Regions from separate parts of the Mus musculus genome. Here region 2 is linked to region 1. The links are chromatin contacts, called in public HiChIP or PLAC-seq maps. All regions are on one chromosome and are shown on one strand. Each heading gives the region's core, a stretch centred on a gene start, on an enhancer-like site or on the middle of the called end of the contact. The rest is flanking DNA. Distances are from core to core; before and after follow the strand shown. Region 1 holds the start of Kcnk1 (potassium channel, subfamily K, member 1). Region 2 overlaps Gm46072 (a long non-coding RNA gene).

What was found. HiChIP or PLAC-seq counts read pairs in DNA pulled down with a chosen protein or histone mark.
Region 2: a FOXA1 HiChIP or PLAC-seq map of pancreatic cancer cells shows a contact between it and region 1. The contact joins the enhancer-like site here to the promoter of Kcnk1 in region 1. A contact is called at or near these places in 1 of 39 promoter capture datasets (embryonic stem cells), 2 of 484 Hi-C or Micro-C datasets (cerebral cortex and granulosa cells) and 2 of 115 datasets of contacts at active chromatin or transcription factors (oligodendrocyte precursor cells and pancreatic cancer cells).

The regions. Positions count from the first base shown.
Region 1 is chr8:125,993,065-125,998,538 of GRCm38.p6, forward strand. It overlaps Kcnk1 (potassium channel, subfamily K, member 1), which reads left to right and starts at 2,038. Exons shown (of 3, transcript NM_008430.2): 1 at 2,038-2,750. The coding sequence starts at 2,396.
Region 2 is chr8:126,090,483-126,095,304 of GRCm38.p6, forward strand. The region is part of intron 1 of Gm46072 (a long non-coding RNA gene); the gene reads left to right. Among named protein-coding and RNA genes, the nearest start is that of Gm46072, 20 kb to the left of the region's middle. Within about 2 kb of position 3,024, at least 14 of the 459 cell types and tissues checked have an H3K27ac peak or open chromatin away from gene starts, as enhancers often do. A contact at or near this core is called in pancreatic cancer cells, where this site is marked.

The sequences.
Region 1 (5,474 bases), core at 788-3,287:
GTTGTGGGCTTCGGAGAAGGAAGAAGCACCCGACCCCCACACACCAGAGACACTAGCAGGAACCGGTAACCCGGGCCCCTCAGGTGGAGGAGGCATCTTGAAGCGGCAGCAGCAGGGAACAACAGAGAGGAGGGTAACACTGTGAGGGCAGGAGGCCTCTGATGGTATATCCTCCAGGGAATGACAACCCCAAGGACAAACAGGGCAGGTGAGCATAGCTTAGCATCTCACAGGACAGTGTGTGAGGAGGAAAGGACGGCTGAGCGTGACTCGGGTTCTCAGAGAGCTGGAGCGCAGCTCTGTGTCTCAGAAAGCAAACACCCAATGTGGTGGGTTACTGTTTCCCCTAGAAAACAAGATGTGTTTGTCCTTGGGAGAGGGGAAGAAGGAAGAAATGGATGACCAATGGGGGGACTTTGAAATACAGAGAGTGATGTGGAGGGATCTCTGAGGAAGGCAGGAGGTGAGATTATTCACTAAAATTAAAAAAAAAAAAAAAGAGTAAATCTGCTGCACACTCTCTATGAATATATGACTTCTAAGAACGTCTGTTCAGTAGGCAGATGATGGAATTTTCCAAGTATTTAGATTAATTCGGATTTACTTTAATGCTTTCTCTTACTGATATCATCTACCATAGATGAGGAGTATTTTTTTTTAATATAAGAAATTGAAGCTACCTCTCTCCTCTACTTCCCCACAAACAGCTGCTGGAGGCAGTTCTACTTCTACATGTTAGCCTGCTTTGCAGACACAGTTCTGTTACAGGGTACAGCATAAACGGTTCGCATATTTGAGATTCCAGACAGCTGTGCTTACGTCTGCATAGTCTTCAAATTCATCTTTAAAGATCAGATGTCATCTTGGCTGGGGAACGGTTCAGCAGTCCAGGTGCTAACCACGGTCCCGGCAACCGGAGTCCATTCCCGGAGTTCATTGGAGACATTGATAATAATGATAATGCTATGATGATGATGATGATGCTTCAACATTTTTTTTTTTAATTCGAGTCCTGAGTGTCTGACCACAAGTCTGGGTACCCAAGTACTTTACCACTACGTCATCTTTCCTGCTCCCATTCCCCTAGTTAGGAGCCTTTAGAATGTCCCTGACTCTTGACTCCATGTGCATGTAATGACAAAAATACACCTCTGTGTGTGGAGTGGTGGTTTGAATGAAAATGGCCCCCACAGGCTCATAGGGAGTGGCGCTATTAGGAGGTGTAGCCTTGTTGGAGGAAGTGTGTCGCAGGGGATTGAGCTTTGAGGTTTTAAATGCTCACGCTGACCCAGTTTTATTCTTTCTCTCTCTCTCTCTCTCTCTCTCTCTCTCTCTCCTGTTTGCCAATCCAGATGTAGAACACTCCGCTCTTTCTCCAGTATCATGTCTGCCTGTGTGCCACCATGTTCCCAGTCATGATAATTATAGACTAAACCTCTAAAACCGTAAACCAGACCCAGGTAAATATTTTCCTTTATGAGAACGGCTGTGGTCATGGCGTCTCTTCACAGCAATAAAAACCTAAGACAATAGGTATGATGTATGGCACGATATATAAGACAGGATACAGCTATGCTGAGTCTTATGTATGTGACTGTCATCCTTCTCTAGGAAGTGTCACAGAGTCAGGTCCTCCACCCCCACCCCTAGAAGCACACAGCTAGACTCTAGAAGCACACGGCTGCACATGTCTATGCAGAAATGTAGAACCCAACCTCATCCACCATCAGTTCCTCCGTGCCCTAGCGCACATTTCCATTTCTGTCTCCTGACCACGAAGTCCTTAAAGTTTGGGGTATTGTTTAGGCTAAAATCCAGAAGCTGTGTTTTCCTGTTCCAGGTGGAGGATGGGGTCAGGAGAGGATTCAAGTAGCTTTTTAGAAAGAGGTTCATTGTATTTTCAATAGTCTGGGCAGCAAATGGCTTAGCTGTCCAGTCAACAAGACAGAGGAAGACAGGATCTATCTGTACCCTTGGTATTTGGCTATAGTAGCTTTAATCAGGAGGAATGCCTGGGGGGACAAAAGTAGCTAGGACGGGGGTTACGGTGGCGCGCGCGCGCGCGCGCACACTCTCTCTCTCTCTCTCTCTCTCTCTCTCTCTCTCAGCTCAGGCCTGCTGACTGCACTGGGGAAGGGAAGAGGGAGCCAGGCAGCCTCCGGGTGGCCTGGCCAGGGTCTGGCGCCACCAAACCTGCACTTTCCGGTTTCGGAAGCCAGGTAGGGGGCGCGGGCAGCCAGCAGCTCCCGCCAAGTGGGTGAGAGCGCTCCGCCCGACCAACTCCCGCTACCTGAGCCGGCCACCACGTCACCGCCACATCATCTGGCCTCTTGTATTTGCACGAAACCAGGAAAGGGAGCGGCGGCGGGAGGCGCGGAGCGCGGGCGCCGGGAAGATGCTGCAGTCCCTGGCCGGCAGCTCGTGCGTGCGCCTGGTGGAGCGGCACCGTTCGGCCTGGTGCTTCGGCTTCCTGGTGCTGGGCTACCTGCTCTACCTGGTGTTCGGCGCCGTGGTCTTCTCGTCCGTGGAGCTGCCTTATGAGGACCTGCTGCGCCAGGAGCTGCGCAAGCTGAAGCGGCGCTTCCTGGAGGAGCACGAGTGCCTGTCGGAGCCGCAGCTGGAGCAGTTCCTGGGCCGCGTGCTGGAGGCCAGCAATTATGGAGTGTCGGTGCTCAGCAACGCCTCGGGAAATTGGAATTGGGACTTCACCTCGGCGCTCTTCTTCGCCAGCACCGTGCTCTCCACCACAGGTAGGGCCGCTGCTGCCACCTTACCCCAAACCCCGGCGTCCCCAGGCCTCCGCTGGGCGCATCCTGCGGTGGCTCGCAGTGGCGGCAGCCAGTGAGGTGACCCCGGAGCACGATATGGGTACTGCAGCTGTTACTCTTTGGGAATGGTCTCAAACACTCTGGACCTTGAGGCTGCAGGGGTCTCATTCACTTCTCCGTCCTTGTGAGGAGCAGGTAGGAGCTGATGGGAGGGTAGGTCCCCGACATTTCTGTCCTGGCAACTGAGCAGCAAGACCAGGAGATGAGGAGAGTATCCTGTGCTTAAGAGCGTTCGCCTCCTTCTGGCCCCATCCCAGAGACCCCAGGCCGAGAAACCTAGCAATGACCCTTGGATGGGTCACCTTCATGACTGTGACTCCCTTCCCTACTGTAGACCTATTACAGCTTCTTTGGATCTGTTTTGGGGACAGTGGTGACATCACTCTGCTCTCTGCAGGTGACCTCTAAGCAGGCAGGCCTATGGGGGTTTCAGAGTAGGAGGAAGGGTGGGAGAAGGGAAGGGAGTCACTTGACCTGGGCCCCACATGGTGGGGCTTCCTGAATCAGCGGTTACTTCAACTTTAGGTGCGTTGAGCTTCTCTTCTACTTTGAGGCTTCAACGTCTTCAAGAGGCTTAGAAATCCAGCTGAACATACATGCCCAGGGGCATAGCAGTTAGACTAGATGGAGAGAGGCCAGGTTTCGTCAGTGGTGGCTAGCCATGCGTGCAGGCTAGGAAGGACATAAACGGTGCACGGACAGCCAGAGGGACTCTCAAAGGGCCTCAGTACCGTGCCTTCTTCTTATGCATGAGATCCAATTTTTGAAATGGCCCCTTTTGGCAGGCACAAGGTCACACAGTGCCCAGGGACACTCTGGAATCCGAGCCTTGTGAGTTCTTGCCAGGAACAGTGTGTTATGCCCCTGCCCCACCTTTGCAAGTGACTCAACTGCACCTGGGTTACTCCAGCCGTTCCTTCTCCCTCCTCTCTGCCTCTCAGGCTGACCCTTCTCAACTTCCTTTGGGCTGCGGCCGGGTAAATTATTTTATTAATTACCCACTATTGTAAACACCCAACCTCCAGCCAGATCAGGTAAATTTATTGTTTGGAAATCTGGGGTGAGTTCCTGAACTTGTAATCGACACAGAAAGAGTTCTAGGCTGTGTTGCGGTATTTTTTAAAAAAAAAAAAACTGTGTTAAATGGATGCCGAAACAAGACAAACCTGTTGGCTCACTTTCCAAAGAAAAGTCTCCTCCCCCCCCTGCTGCTCACAGTCCCGGCTTTATCTCAACATCACCCAGGCCAGTCAGGTCTTTTTGGATCCTATTTGTGTCAGAGTGTAAATCCCTCCTCCACCATAGACATGAATGTTTACATAAAGTTCACAACTGGCTCACAACGTTGGCTGAGCAGTTTGAGAATGAAGACTGCCCTTACCCTGCGGGCCTGGCAGACAGGGCAGGGATAGGAAGAGCCAGGAGAGAAAGCATGCTTTTCCTAGGTGGCGTTTGTGGGCAGTGCTGAAGTTCTTGTATAATCCTGGTATCCTATGCATCAAAAGCTAGTTCAGATCCCATTTCTTCTGGGGAATCTTTGTTTAATGTGAGCTCAGCCCCTAATGTTAGGAATCACCACAACTCCTGAAATATCCTCGAGAGGGGAGTGGGGTGTCTGATGTATGAGGGGAGGAGTGGGGTGTCGTGTTGGTATTCCTATTGCATTGTCCTTCTGAGGAAGAAAGTCTGTACTGTGGTATTGGAACAAGGGTTTATTTAAGAAAGGAGAGCAAGGGGCACTTAGGGATAAGCCAGACAAAGGAGGAGACTCTCCGTGTATAAAACCAGCTGATCGGTGAGACGGTGGGTGTAGTGAACAGAGTGCTGTGAGTCAAAGCCCCTCCTCTCTCAGTTTTGAGCTGATGCCATCATCGGACACATTTGATAGCACCTCTGGTTTCCAAAATGGTTTTGTGGCAGAGATGCAGATGGTGCTAAGATTGGAGCTGGTGGGTTTCACCACTTAAGAAACTGTTCACTGCAAGAGAAGACCTCAGATGGCCTGCATCCCTCCTCCCCTCACAGTAAACTTTCCGTCAGTTGACTGTGACTGTCAGCTAGTTTGGCCCTTTCCTGTTTGGCTGGAACAGTAGGGCAGGCTTCACAAGGGTACATTTCTGCTGGCCTTGGGTACTGGGGAAGCTGAGGCAGGTGGATTGCTGTGATTTTGAGGTAGTAAGACCTTGTTTCCCACTCCCTACTAAACTCAAACCACAGCAAACCCCATAAAGACACCCTTGCTGGCTGCCATTTTAGCATAGGCTAACAAGGGCTTTTGTCAGTGTCTGCTGGCCCCCATGCCACCAGCTTCCATCGATGGAAGGAAATGGGTGGAATGTCCCCAGCCCTTTTAGAAGAGGCCTAAGGATAACAAAATTCTTCACTGGTCTACAGCCATGCTCTGGATGTATCTATTCTCTGAAGCTAAGCAGGGTGAAACTTAGTTAGTACTTAGATGGGAGGATCTGTTTTTAATCTTCCTGGGTAGAGGAGACAAGATGGTTGCCTCTCCCCACTGCAAGTTTCTTGGCTGAGACACCACACAAGGAGAGGCATCTCCACGTATTTGCTGTTCACAGAAGTGGCACAGCAGCCTCCGGCAATACGCATGGACATTTCTACCTTCTGTGTATAAAGTGGGCTCTC
Region 2 (4,822 bases), core at 1,774-4,273, 98 kb after region 1:
ACCCCCATAGAACATATTCTTTCTCTTTTTATAAACACATCAGTAGCTCCTTAACTTCAAAGGTTAAAGGACAGGTTTGTCCAGTGATAGCCTTAACGACCTGTGGAGGTGCTGATAACTACAGAATTCAGAAGGATAGTGTGGGTAAAGAATCCATTCCAGATTGTTCCTTGTAAGCTTCCTCATAGTGTCTGGACACCTCAGAGCTGTGATGTTTGGCACCAAGCCTACCCAGTATTTTTGGTATTCAGCTGTAAGCATAACATCCATTGACTTAAACCAACGCATTGGCTAGAGGTGTAGCTCAGCTCACTTGTATAGCACATGTGGTTCGTTTTGTAAGCTCCTTTCAGGTGGATGTGGTAGGAGCCTCCCCAAGAATGTCAGTGAAAGGAGAGCAGACACTTGATCCTCCTGGATCCAAAGTAACCTTGCTTCCTGTCACTTACAGCCACAACAGATCAAAGGGCAAGCCTCTATCTAGTACTGTGTTGAAACTCTCCCAATTCATGGCTTCTGCCTGTCCCTATGGTGTAAACACTCCCACCTCAGCCTGTGCTTTAGTTGCTCTAGCTTATTGTTGTGATAAAAACAATGCAGTACTACTCAGCTATTAAAAACAATGAATTTATGAAATTCTTGGGCAAATGGATGTATCTGGAGGATATTATCCTTAGTAAGGTAACCCAGTCACAAAAGAAGTCATTAGATATGCACTCACTGATAAGTGGATATTATCCCAGAAACTTAGAATACCCAAGATACAATTTGCAAAATACAAGAAAATCAAGAAGAGGGAAGACCAACGTGTGAATACTTCATTCCTCCTTAGAATAGGGAACAAAATACCCATGAAAGGAGTTACAGAGACCAAGTTTGGAGCAAAGACAAAAGGATGGACTATCCAGAGACTACCCCACCTGGGGATCCATCCCATAATCAGCCACCAAACCCAGACACTATTGCATATGCCAGCAAGATTTTGCTGAAGGGACCCTGGTATAGCTGTCTTGTATGAGGCTATGCCAGTGCCTGGCAAATACAGAAGTGGATGCTCACAGTCATCTATAAGATGGAACACAGGGCCCCCAATGGAGAAGCTAGCGAAAGCACCCAAGGAGCTGAAGGGGTCTGGAACCCTATAGGTGGAACAACAATATGAACTAACCAGTACTCCCAAAGCTCGTGTCTCTAGCTGCATATGTAGCAGAAGATGGCCTAGTTGGACATCATTGGGAAGAGAGGCCCCTTGTTATTGCAAACTTTATATGTCCCAGTACAGGGGAATGCCAGGGCCAAGAAGTGGGAGTGGGTGTGTAGGGGAGCAGGGTGGGGGAGGGTATAGGGAACTTTCGGGGTAGCATCTGAAATGTAAATAAAGAAAATATCTAATAAAAAAAATACTTGACCAAACCCTTAAGGTCATCATTTACCTCATGATTTGAGAGGGTGCAGTCCATTGTGGCAGAGGTGTAGAGGTGGGAGTGTGGGAAGGTTTGTTCACATCTGGGAGGGGCAAGATGCAGAAGGAGATAACTGCTGGCATTCATCTGACTTTCTCCTTTCCCTCCTTTCATTCAGACGAGGCTCTGGCACTGAGGATTCAGCTGCTGTGATAAATGGACTGTCAGTCTTAAAACCTTACTGATTCTATGTCCATAGATATTGTCACATGTCCTTGAAGGAGCAGTTGACTGGACAGCTTATTCCAATCCATTCAGGGTTCAGACACTTGCCCTTCCAGGTGCTTTCACTATTTTAAAATATTCCTAGAGTGGGCAGGGCTGTGGTTCACTTGGTATAGGTCTTGCCTAGCATGTATAAAGCCCTGGGTTTCATTGGGTAAATGGGCATTGAATAAAACAGGGCACAGTGACACATGCCTCCCAGCACTTGGAAGGCAGAGGCAAGAGGCTCTTAAATTCAAGGTAATTCTCAAATCCTGAAGGCTCTACTGTTTGCAGATTGAGGACTCCCTCACATAAGACTTCCTTCTGATATTAGCCCAGGTTACAGGAGACTCTATCTACCTATCTACCTATCTACCTATCTATCTATCTATCTATCTATCTATCTATCTATCTATCTATCTATCTATCTGCCTATCTATCTATCTATCTATCTACCTACCTACCCACATATCTATCATCTATCAATCAATCAATCATCTCATCTATCTATCCACCTATATAACACACACACACACCATGCATACATGCACAAAGACTTCTAACCATTTTTCTAAATTACCTCTGGCAGAATTCCTTAGACTCCCTATTCTTTGTCTGACACATGTCCTGTGGGAGTTCATGCTTAAACAGTATTTCTAATCTCCTACTGGAGAATATTCTTCTTACAAAGCCCCTGAGATGTCTGATTTCTAATTTAAGTAGGAAATCTGGGCCACCGTGTCACGGTTGGTAATGAGATGTGTGGCTCTGTCTGATAGTCTGCCCTTGTGCTAACACCTGCACAAACTCAGAGTATGAGTGAGAGCTCCCTCACACAAGACAGCCTTCAGTGGGTAAATGGGCAGACCATCTAGACAGCCACAGGAATATGTTTAGTGTCCAAGAAGAATGTAACTGTGACAGCAAATGACAGAAGCCAATCTGAGAAGGCTGCACAGTGCACTAGTACTGAGAAGCAGGGACAGAACAGAAGGATCAGTTGTCCCAGCTGCACATGGAGGCATACCTGTGTGACCTCAGCTACTTAGGAGGCTGAGGCGGGAGGGTTGTAAACTAGAGGCCAGCTAGGGTTGCATGGTAAAGTTTATTTCTCTCTCCTACTTCTATACTTACACTGTAGATGTATAATAATGCCTTAAGGGCATCCATGGGGAGTAGCCTGAGTCTCTGAACACCTTTCCCTCAGGCTACCTGCTGATATCCTTACAAGTGAGGGGTAACTGGGAAATAGCCGCTCAGGGATGAAACACTGGCCACCATTCAAGAGCCTGAGGCCTTGAGGGTTCTGAGGCCACCACAGCAGGCACGCACAGGAACAAGGTCCTACCACACCCATTGACTCCTAGAGAGAGAGCTGCAAGGAAGGATCGCCCTCCACTCTCCACAAATCTCCGCCTTTGTCCTGGCTTCATCCTGCACCAGAGGCTTCTGCATCTTGTATACCTCCTCCCTTGTGCAGTTCTTGAGAGAGCTTATGGAGCCGGGCAGGCAAAACAGGAGAGATTCAGGGTCCTCTCTAGGCTTCACCTCTGAAAAGGAGCCCCCATCACACCCCTCTTGATAAAACCTTTGTAATCGAATTTCTCAGAAAAAAAATGCCACACCTGTGTTGAAGGTTCTAGAAGGCAGGTTGATTTCCCAAGGGGTTATTTCTGCCCCCCCCCCCCCCATGCTAAACCTTGTACCAGGCTGGTTGAATGATTAGAAATTCCTTAATGCAGAGAGCTGGAATATTGCAGCTCAAGATCAAAAATTATCTTGGGCTCTTTAAAGGCCCCTTTATACATATGTAGTATTCACTTCTATGTCTAATGGCTTTCGTGGGACCCTTGGGATGTATGAGAAGGCCCCTAGTTTCCACTAACCTGAAGTGAAGTATGTGATCAGATAATGACTAGGACTTGTGAAGGAGATTCCTGACTGTCTGACAAGTTTCTCTGAGAAGCTGCAAGGAGCATGAACAAGCCCTAAGTCCAACTAGGGCTGGCGAGGTGACTCAGTGTGCAAAGGTGCTTAAGGCCTCAAGCTATTGATCTGTTTGATTCTGTGACTCACATGATGGAAAGAGGGAACTGAATCATCTAAGTTGTTCTCTGACCCTGTGACCCTCCCATACACAGACTGTGCACACACACACACACACACACACACACACACACACACACACACACACACTGTGTATGCACTAAATGTCTGTTTTTAAAAGGTTCTCAATCAACAACAGGGGACGGTAGTTAATGCCTGGACTCACAAACTCTTCACAGGCAATCTTTCAAGTTTCTCCTGAAACTCCCAGAACAAGAAAGCAGGAAAGAGAGTCACTAACTCAGTACACTCCTCCTCCTCCTCCTCCTCCTCCTCCTCCTCCTCCTCCTCCTCCTCTCCCTCTCCCCTCCTCCTCTCCCCTCCTCCTCCTCCCCCCTCCTCCTCTTCCCTCCTCCTCCTCCCCCTCCTCCTCTTCCCTCCTCCTCCTCTTCCTCTTCTTCCTCTTCCTCTTCTTCTTCCTCCTCCTCACAGGGTATGCTCTGAATTCACTGCTGAATGACAAGGCTGTAGGCAGAACAATGGGAGGAAGCCCTTTCTTCCTGCTCAGGAATGGGACCAAAATGACTATGGTAACAGACAGAGTGGGCCACCTCAGTGGGGCAGACATTATGTTAGCAGAGACAGTGGGCCAGTGGGAGGCCTGCAATGAGGGATCTTTTTGATAGTGCCCATGGGCAATCCTGATTTGGCAGGATAATGTGGTGTCCACTGCTACCTGGAGCTTGCTGCTTGGCCATGTGGTTGTGTTGACCTGATGAAATGAGGTGCCCATGATGCCAGGATCACTGAAGGCTGGTATAGACAGAATGGTGAACAGGTTGGATGCTCCTCCCTCACCCTGAGATGTCAGAGCAGTAGACCTCCCATGGAAAAGAAACTTGTGTCAAGGAGAAGGCCACACAGTGAGGGGAGCCAGATGGACCTGGCTGTTCCTGCCCTGAAAGAATGCTGAGGATCTGAGTTCATTACAGACACAAAAGCGACCCTTCATAGTCTTAACTGGGAGTGAAGCCTTGTCTGGTACCCTCTCCCCAGGGATGTTTAGGGTCACCTGAAAGCTCTTATAACACACTTAGTTGGATCCC